Linked DNA regions of Oryza sativa: region 1 is linked to region 2. A link is a contact called in public HiCAR-type data. All regions are on one chromosome and are shown on one strand. Each heading gives the region's core, a stretch centred on a gene start, on an enhancer-like site or on the middle of the called end of the contact. The rest is flanking DNA. Distances are from core to core; before and after follow the strand shown. Region 1 holds the start of LOC4350648 (retinoblastoma-related protein 2-like). Region 2 holds the start of LOC4350628.

What was found. HiCAR-type assays count read pairs that join an accessible place to other places.
Region 1: a HiCAR-type map of leaf shows a contact between it and region 2, with 2.3 times the contacts expected there. The contact joins the promoter of LOC4350648 here to the promoter of LOC4350628 in region 2. A contact is called at or near these places in 1 of 15 Hi-C or Micro-C datasets (panicle) and 1 of 4 datasets of contacts at active chromatin or transcription factors (leaf).

Annotation. Positions count from the first base shown.
Region 1 is chr11:21,378,306-21,382,380 of ASM3414082v1, forward strand. It overlaps LOC4350648 (retinoblastoma-related protein 2-like), which reads left to right and starts at 2,448. Exons shown (of 18, transcript NM_001423411.1): 1 at 2,448-2,672; 2 at 2,759-2,857; 3 at 2,935-3,056; 4 at 3,166-3,262; 5 at 3,367-3,413; 6 at 3,609-3,792; 7 at 3,938-4,004. The coding sequence starts at 2,619. LOC9270608 reads right to left here and starts at 152. Exons shown (of 1, transcript NM_001423412.1): 1 at 1-152. The coding sequence starts at 72.
Region 2 is chr11:21,108,339-21,112,838 of ASM3414082v1, forward strand. LOC4350628 reads left to right here and starts at 2,759. Exons shown (of 5, transcript XM_015761847.3): 1 at 2,759-4,216. The coding sequence starts at 2,936.

The DNA of each region.
Region 1 (4,075 bases), core at 1,198-3,697, 270 kb after region 2:
GCGGGAGCGGCCGGGGACGGACACCGCCGCGGCGGCGGCGCGGAGGAGGGAGGAGACTCGCGAAGCCATCATGGTGGGAGCTAGGCAGCTAGCAAGTGATCGAGCTAGTCGTTTGGAGCGGAGAGAGTTGAGCGGTTTGCCTTGCCTGAGATGGAGAGGGAGAGGAGGTGGCCGGAGACGGCGGCGATTTATTGGGGGTGCGGCAGCGAAGCGTCTGGAAGGGGCGGGAGCGAGGTGGCGCCGGCGAGACACGTGGCGACAGGAGGGCGCGCCACGGCGTCGCCTGGAAGCGGCTAGAAAGGGGACAGGCCATTCGGTTACTTTATACTTTGCGTGTACGACATACGTGTACGTCTGACCGTATGCATACAAGCGTATATACGGCCGTATATATTTTCAGAATGTATATAGAAAATTTACCATGATCGAGTACAACATTTTCCCTGTGTTTTTTTTTGAAAAAATTATTGTCACGTTTATGACTTATTCAGATTGATGTCATTTTAAACCATACCATTTTTTTTAAAGTTGCCAATTATGTGCACTGTTTAGTTTCTTACCAAATTTTGATAAAATACTTAAAAAATTTCTATCGTGCTTAGATGAAATACTTAGATGAAACATACTATATTTGCTACTACTCGGAAGACTTATTCGTACTTTCGTGGTGGTGGTGACATATGTTTAGAGTTTAGACACTTCATTAGTTGCGGGATATATTTATTCCTCCGTGGAGATGCATATTTTTTCCTTTCGATTAAAAAATATATATACTTCTTCATTCTATAATATAAGACGCACATGTGTTTTAGGATTGAACTTTTAAATTATTTAACAAAAAAAATACTATAATATAAATTGAATTTTATTTGCTAAAAGTTACATTATTGAATTGATATTTGAATTTATTTTTATATAATTATAATTTCTTTGTTATAAAACTTATAACATACGAGAAATTATAAGCTTAATATTAGTTTTGAAGATCATTTCAAGTTTGACCATATCTTATATTATGTTTCAATTTTAATTTTTAAAATATTTATCATTATTATTTTATTATATTGGGATTAGATGTTACGTGACTGAATCTTATCTTATATAGTGAAAGCAGCAAGCCTTCTTATACGAGGATGTGCTATATCATCAAAAATATGTTAGCCGTCTGATAAAGAGCTTGGATAAATAATGGTCTTTGGATCGAAGAGAGCATGTATTAAAAAAAATCATAAATGGGCTAAATATATGGAATTTTTTTTGGAGGTTTCTGGCATCTCCTACTAAACATATGATACATACAAAAAGAAAGGAAATAAAGAGAAGAAAGATGATGCTTCTAGTGATTCCTCTTATAAACATATACTCCATCAGTTTTACAATGTAAGACTTTCTAGCATTGCTCACATTTATTTAGATGTTAATGAATCTAAACATATATATGTGCCTAGATTCATTAACCTCTATATGAATGTGGGCAATGCTAGAAAGTCTTATAACCTGAAACGGAGGTATTAGTAGCTATATTTATAGTTGGCTAGAACAATAGATACTTCATAAACAAATTAACTTTTTATCAAAACCTTATTAAGAGCTAAGGTAAACTAATAGACCATATACAATAAACAGGATCAAAAGTCGCGCAAAACGCGATTATGTGGTTAGTTTTTAGTGAATTTTGTCACCCCTTGAGTGGGAATTCAATGGTTCTCTTTACTCCTTCCTATTGATTATTAATAAAAGAGTAAATTTTAGATAACCCCAAATATACAAAACTAATGGGTTTTGGCACGTGATACATAACCCCTAGCTATTATAACTATAAAGTTTCACAAACCACATTATTAATTATTTTATCTAATTTATAAGTTATTTATTCATCATATAAATATTATATCTAATCGTGTATATAAAGCTTTTTAAAATTTCAAAACAAGAGTATATCAATTTAGTTAACGGTGTGAATTAGTAAAACTTCAACCACAATGGTTGTGATTATGTTTCTCGTGCCAAATCTGTTCGCTCATATCATAATAGATATGAAATTTACTCATTTTATTATAAGGTTTTCGTGGTTTTGAACTCCTGATGTACTAATGGGTTCCACCGTATATAAGATCCAATGGCGTTGATATTCGTGATCAAGATCTGACGGTGATGGATGCATTGTAAGTTTGTAACTACACAAAATTTATTTCCAGGTGGCGTCTCCTCATTGGCCAGCTTATGGCGCGCAACGGGGAAGAAACCGACTTCCTTTCCCGCGCTTTTAGCCGTTGCCCCCCAATCCCACCGCTACTTTAACGGAGGGGGAATTAATCAATAGCGCTCAAATTTACATCTCACCCCCTAAAAAAACATATAATAACACCGAAAGCATCAAACGATCTGCACAGCGCAACGGACAACGGCAGTTTTCCCTAAAACCCCCTCCAGACAAATAAATTCGCACTCCTGCCCTTCTTCCTTCTCTCTCTTCCTCCACCTCCTCCTCGATCCCCAAATCCCCCAAACCCTAGCTCGCCGGAGCAGTGGAGGGCCTCGCCGCCGTGCTGCCTCTTGGCCCCTCCGTGTGATGCCACTGAGTGCGCGTGGGTGGGTGTGCGTGTTGTAGCTCTTTCATGGCGTCGCAGCCTCCCGCCGCCGTGGAGGCTCGTCTCGCGGATCTCTGCAAGGTGAGGTGGTGGTTAGATCTTTGGTTGGCCGCTGGTGGGAATCGTCGAGCGTTTGAGGTCTCATGGTTCGATGGGTTTTGGTGCAGGAGCTGGGAGTGGACGAGGGCGTCGCCGGCGAGGCCGCGGCGGTGCTGGAGGAGGGGAAGGGCGCGCTCCTCGCGTCGCCGTCGTTCGGGAGCAAATCGGTGAGGGCTGCTCTGTCTTTTGCGGCGAATTTGAGGCTATCTTTTGTCCCCCCCCCCTAAAGTTTGGATTCTTGCAGCCCGAGGATGCTGAGAAGCTGTGCTTCGCGTTCGTGCTGTACTGCGTCTCCAAGCTGAAGGAGACCAAGGCGGGTTCCTCCGGCGTTAGGCTCTGGGAGATCTTGAAGGGTTGCAAGCTCAAGTGGGTCATGCTATGTTATAATGGTTTTTGAACTGTAGTCTAGCAAGTTTTAGGGCCTTGTTGACACTGGATTGTTTTTTTTTTTTTTTTACCTTTGTTTGGTGTGCAGGTATGATGATTTCTTCAAGGAATCACAGCGGCTTGCTTCAAGGATCGACCAGGTTTTGGGAAGCCGTTATGGGTCAGATTGGGAAGCTCGGCTAGAGGTGGGTTCACGCCAAGCCCCCGCATTGAACAGATTCACATTTTTCTTTTTCAGATGTGCATAACCTGTTTGTTTTCTTCATTGTTGTTTCAATTGTGATTCCAGCTGAAGCAATTGGAGAATTTAGTAAATCTATTGGCAGATGCAAGCCGGTAAGCAACATATGTGCCTTGTACCTGATTGCAGTTTTATAACAGAACCGTTCTTTTGCATGGGGATTTGAAGCTCACGAGTTTATTAGAATTTTGCCACAAATTACAACTGATACATAGGTTCATATTGTTGAGATTTGTTTGTTTGCTTTATATGGTAGTGCAAAATTTACCCACAATTTCACAATATCCTAGGTTCTATTGCAAAGCATTTAATGAGCTATTCTTGAGCCCAAGTACTGATCAGGAGCCTGGATCAACTACAAATATTCCTGATTATATCCGTTTTGGGTGGCTGCTCTTCTTAATTCTTCGCTCAAAATCACCCGAACTGTTTAAGGACCTGGTATCCTGCATCCATGGACTAGTTGCCATATTGGTGAGTTTGCTTTTCTCTTTATTCCGTTTCATTATTTTTATCCTTTAGCTATGCAATCTTGTACTTGTGGTTAACTGGCTACTTCAACCACCACTAGCCCTTGTGCTTTCTGGAGCTAACTTGTCAAAAAAATGATTCATTACAGGCCATACTTTTAATTCACGTACCTGCTAAATTTAGGAGCTTCACAATTGAAGGTTCTTCTCACTTAAGTAATATTTCTCAACTTTATTCCAAATTATTTCTTTAACTGTCTTACTTTATTTGGCATCTGCACAGATTA
Region 2 (4,500 bases), core at 1,509-4,008:
AGAGGAGAGGGGTCACAGGTGGGACCGTGGGAGGAGAGAGAGGAAGAGAGGAGGAGGCTGAGCTGGAGGAGGGGAATACGATTTTTACTTTATGGTTTGGACTATTTATAGCCCAGCTTAAAGCAAGCAATCAGATGATATTTCTTTTTTTTGGTATTTACAGAGGCTATGTGTATTGAACATATTTGACATCAATTCCAACTGGAATGCCCGTTGCTCACTACGAAAAACAGTTCCAAACCTATTTTGCTTCAAGCATGCATGTGACATACATGAACAATGGGAGCAATGATATACATAGATTTTTTTTCTATCTTCTTACTTTCACTCTCCAGTCTCCATGGCAAACAAATACACACCAAATTCGCCATAACTAAAGCCTTTTGAGACACCATGACAGACTAACTAACGGATGAAACAAAATTGCGTAATCCTAACCAACCTAATCACAATCAAGAACTTGAGCCGGTCGTTGAGCTTCTTCCGGCGACGGGCGCTCCGCCATGTTCTTGGCCGGGATCCCCTCCGCTGGCGTTGCGACGGATGGAGCTCGCGCTCATTGGGGGAAACGAGAGCTCGCGCTCATTGGGGGAGACGATCGTCAGAGGCCCAGCATCACGGCCTTGCCGCGTCCACATTTGCAGAGAACGTGTAGTGGTCACGGGCACAGAAGAAGCGGCGGCGCTCCGGGCACGCCCACTGCGTCGAACAAGTTGAAGCCGGTGAGGCCACCGAACTCCGGCATTTTAGCCGGATGCCGACGCGGTGCCAATCGAAGCCGACGAACACCGCCGCGTTCCCCAGCGCCAAGAAACGCCACCCGGAGACGTCGAATGATCCGGCTGTTCCGGCCGCTCGCCGTGTTGAATGATCCCGGACGCGGAGGCGGAGCCCCCATGAATAGATGGAACCAGCGCCAGCCATCGACCCCCGTGCGAGCCGGCGACGGCGCCGACCCCCGCCGCATTGTAGTACCAGTCTTCATCAGCCAGCCCGGCGCGCGGAACCCCATGTCATGCCTCCGGCAGCGGCCACGGCCAGGAGGTGTGCTGGTCGCGCGCGGTGGCTCCCTGCATCCTGCGCCGACGACGCCGTCACCACATCAACCCCTGCGGTGGCTGCGCCGCGCTGCTCGACTGCTCGCGCCCATATTTCCACTTGTGACTTGTGCCACTGCTGCTGCGAGACAGCCAGATAGAGTATGTGTGGAATTACTGCTAAAAGCCCAATTTGGAACAAAAGAAAAGGCATATACTATAAGTTTTAAAGGATTCCTATCTTGTGAGAAGTAATTATATGCAGCATTTTGAAACAAAAAGGGTTAATCCCTATCAATGCCGTTAAAAATTTGGCTGTGTACATCTGATTGGATGTTGAGACTGGGTTTATCCCATTTTCTAAAAAAAATACCGTTAAAAATATTATGAAATGGGCTGGAATTTTGGAGGAAAACAAGCATGGTATATCTCACCTTATGTTTTTTTTGCACGTTTGTGACTTGAGTTTTTGAATTATATCACGATAAAAAGAACCAACATTTCTTCTTCAGCTTTCAATGTCGTTGCCATGGTCTCACTCTCACGAACTTATCCTATTGTTAAGCACCACGGGAATTTTCCTTGTTTTGACATCGAGTTGGCCCACCCTGATTGCTCCATCGAATCCCCTACTTCTATTTCGACATATCAACGCCGTTGGCTCATTTCACCATTCACTGATTTATCCCCATCTTTATTGTAAATGATCTGAACATAGGTTGCACTTTCCAATATGTTAATTCACTAGGCCATGGTTAACGTCCGTAGCGCCTATGGTTCATTCCTTATAGTCCATTGCTCCTCTTGGATTTAGGGCCTACTTAAGTTAAGGGAACTTCTAATAACCATGGCTACTTTAAGAAGCTCCACACCAACTTCTCAAATACTTTAGATTCTCACCCTACATTTTAAGAGTAGTTGTAGAGTCGATGAACTAGTAGACATTCTTTTCCACCAAGAAGATACTCGTGAAGTACTTTTCACAGTCTCTAACTCTACAAACAAAGTATGACTTGTTCATGATTTAAACTTTTAGATTAATTACGGACATGGCCACATAATTATTCCATCCTAATTGCTCCACCGATTGCCATAGTTAAGTCGAATGATTTAGCCCATAAAAGTTTTATCTTTACATTTAACCTTGTGAAAGCCTTTCTCGGAGTTTATTCTTACACACGACATTTGTGTAAGAATAATATAGGTCCGATCCGTCGTTGATTAAAAGCTAACTCCAAGTTACCTTGTAAAACAGACCAATCTAAATTTATGCACATATTATTCACATCTTAACTACTCCTTTCGTCCATAAATATAAAATAGTTTTATCTTTTTATCCATCCAAAAATATAAGATATTTGATTTTTTTTATTTGTAGACAAATATATGAAATATTAAGATCTCGAGGACATCACCTTAGTTATCCATTCAATCTCTCAGCCTACCTTTTTTTTTTCTTTATTTCTGTTAAATATGTCAAAAAAAAATAACAAACATAATCTCATTTATACCTTTTTGTTGCTATCTTAAGTTTTATACTAGAAAATTGGTATAATCCCTTAAATAGGTAGCAATGTAAAATGAGTTAGAAATAAACAAGATTACCAACCAACGTTTATCTACTTAAGGCCAAGCCCATTGCTCTCTGAGACCGACAGGTGGGCCCCGATGACCATTGACCACTGGCCCATATGTCAGTGAGCGTGTGCTGCTGGTTTCCCATTTTCCACTTCGTCGCTTCGCGTCGCCCCACTCGATTCCGCTCCAGATCTCCCCGTCGCGCTCCGCTCCGCCTCCTCCGCGTCGCCGTCGTCTTCCTCCTCTCCGGCCGATGCCTCCTCCCAAACCCTAGCCCACCTCGCAAAACCCTAGATCCCGCGCACACCCCCAACGACGCCATGGATCCCTCCGGATCCGGCCCTCGCCACGGCCGCCTCCTCATCTCCCCGTCGCTCTCCTCCCCGACCTTCTCCACCAGCTCCCCCTCCCGGTCCCCCGCACCGCACCACGACCGCCGCAACTCCACCTCCTCGCCGCAGCCGCTCCTCCCCTTCCCTTCCGCTTCTTCCTCCAGGTCCGGTGGCGGCGGTGGAGCAGCCGGGGGCCCGCGCGCCGCGGGGGCGTTGTCCTCCGCGTCGCAGCCGGCGTTCGCGCACAACGCGCGGGTGGCGGCCGCGCTGGCCCCCGCCGCGGCGTTCCTGCTCGACCTCGGCGGGCTCCCGGTGTTCGCCGTCCTCGCCGTCGGCCTCGCCGCCGCGTACCTCCTCGACGCGCTCCGACAGCGGCAGGGGGCCTTCTTCACCGTCTGGGCCGCGCTCATCGCCGCCGACGTGGCGTTCTTCTTCTCGGCCTCGCTCTCGTCGGCCGCGTCCGCCTCGGTGCCGCTCACCGTGCTCGCGCTCCTCCTCTGCGCCGAGACGTCCTTCCTCATCGGCGTCTGGGCGTCGCTCCAGTTCCGCTGGATCCAGCTGGAGAACCCGACCATCGTCGCCGCGCTCGAGCGGCTCCTCTTCGCGTGCGTGCCCATCGCGGCGCCTGCGATCTTCACGTGGGCTGTTGTGTCCGCGGTCGGCATGGCCAACGCCTCCTACTACCTTGCCACATTCTCCATGGTGTTCTACTGGTTGTTCTCCATACCACGGCCGTCCAGCTTCAAGAACCGAAAGCAGGATGCTCCGTGGCAGGATACCGATGGCATTCTTGGCCCCTTGGAGAGCTGCGTGCATGCTTTGTACCTGTTGTTCGTGCCAGTGTTGTTCCATGCTGCATCGCACCATGCTACGCTCTTCGCGTCATGGGCCAATGTGTGTGATCTGCTGCTGCTGTTCTTTATACCGTTCTTGTTCCAACTCTATGCCTCTACACGAGGTGCCTTGTGGTGGATTACCAGAGATGTGCGCACAATGGATCAGATAAGGATGGCGAATGGCTTGGTTGCGCTGGTTGTAGTGGTGCTTTGCCTTGAGGTTCGAGTTGTATTTCACTCGTTTGGAAGGTATATTCATGCTCCACCACCTCTGAACTACCTGCTTGTAACGGTCACGATGCTTGGCGGTGCTTTGGGTATGGCAGCACATGCTGCGGGCAAGGTTGGAGATGCTGTTAGCTCGGTAGCCTTTACCGGGTTGGCAGTGCTTGTCAGTGGAGCAGGTGCTATAGTCATCGGATTCCCTGTTATGGTACGTTGCAGTCTTATGGTATCCTCTTGTAGTACTTGCAAATTTATCATCGAATTTTGTTTTTTCTTATGCTTGTAGCTGTATGTTAATCTTAGTCACTGACCAATGTGTTTCAAGGTGACACTTGGATAATTTACAGTTGACTTTATTCTATTCATGTATTTGCTTGGTCTTTTGGTATGGATGATCTAAGTTCTCAGAAGTCGTTGGTTCTGGTGTTCTATCTGTTAAATTGATTAGAATTTGAGAACTCATTGCATAACAACAATCTTTTAAAAGCTACT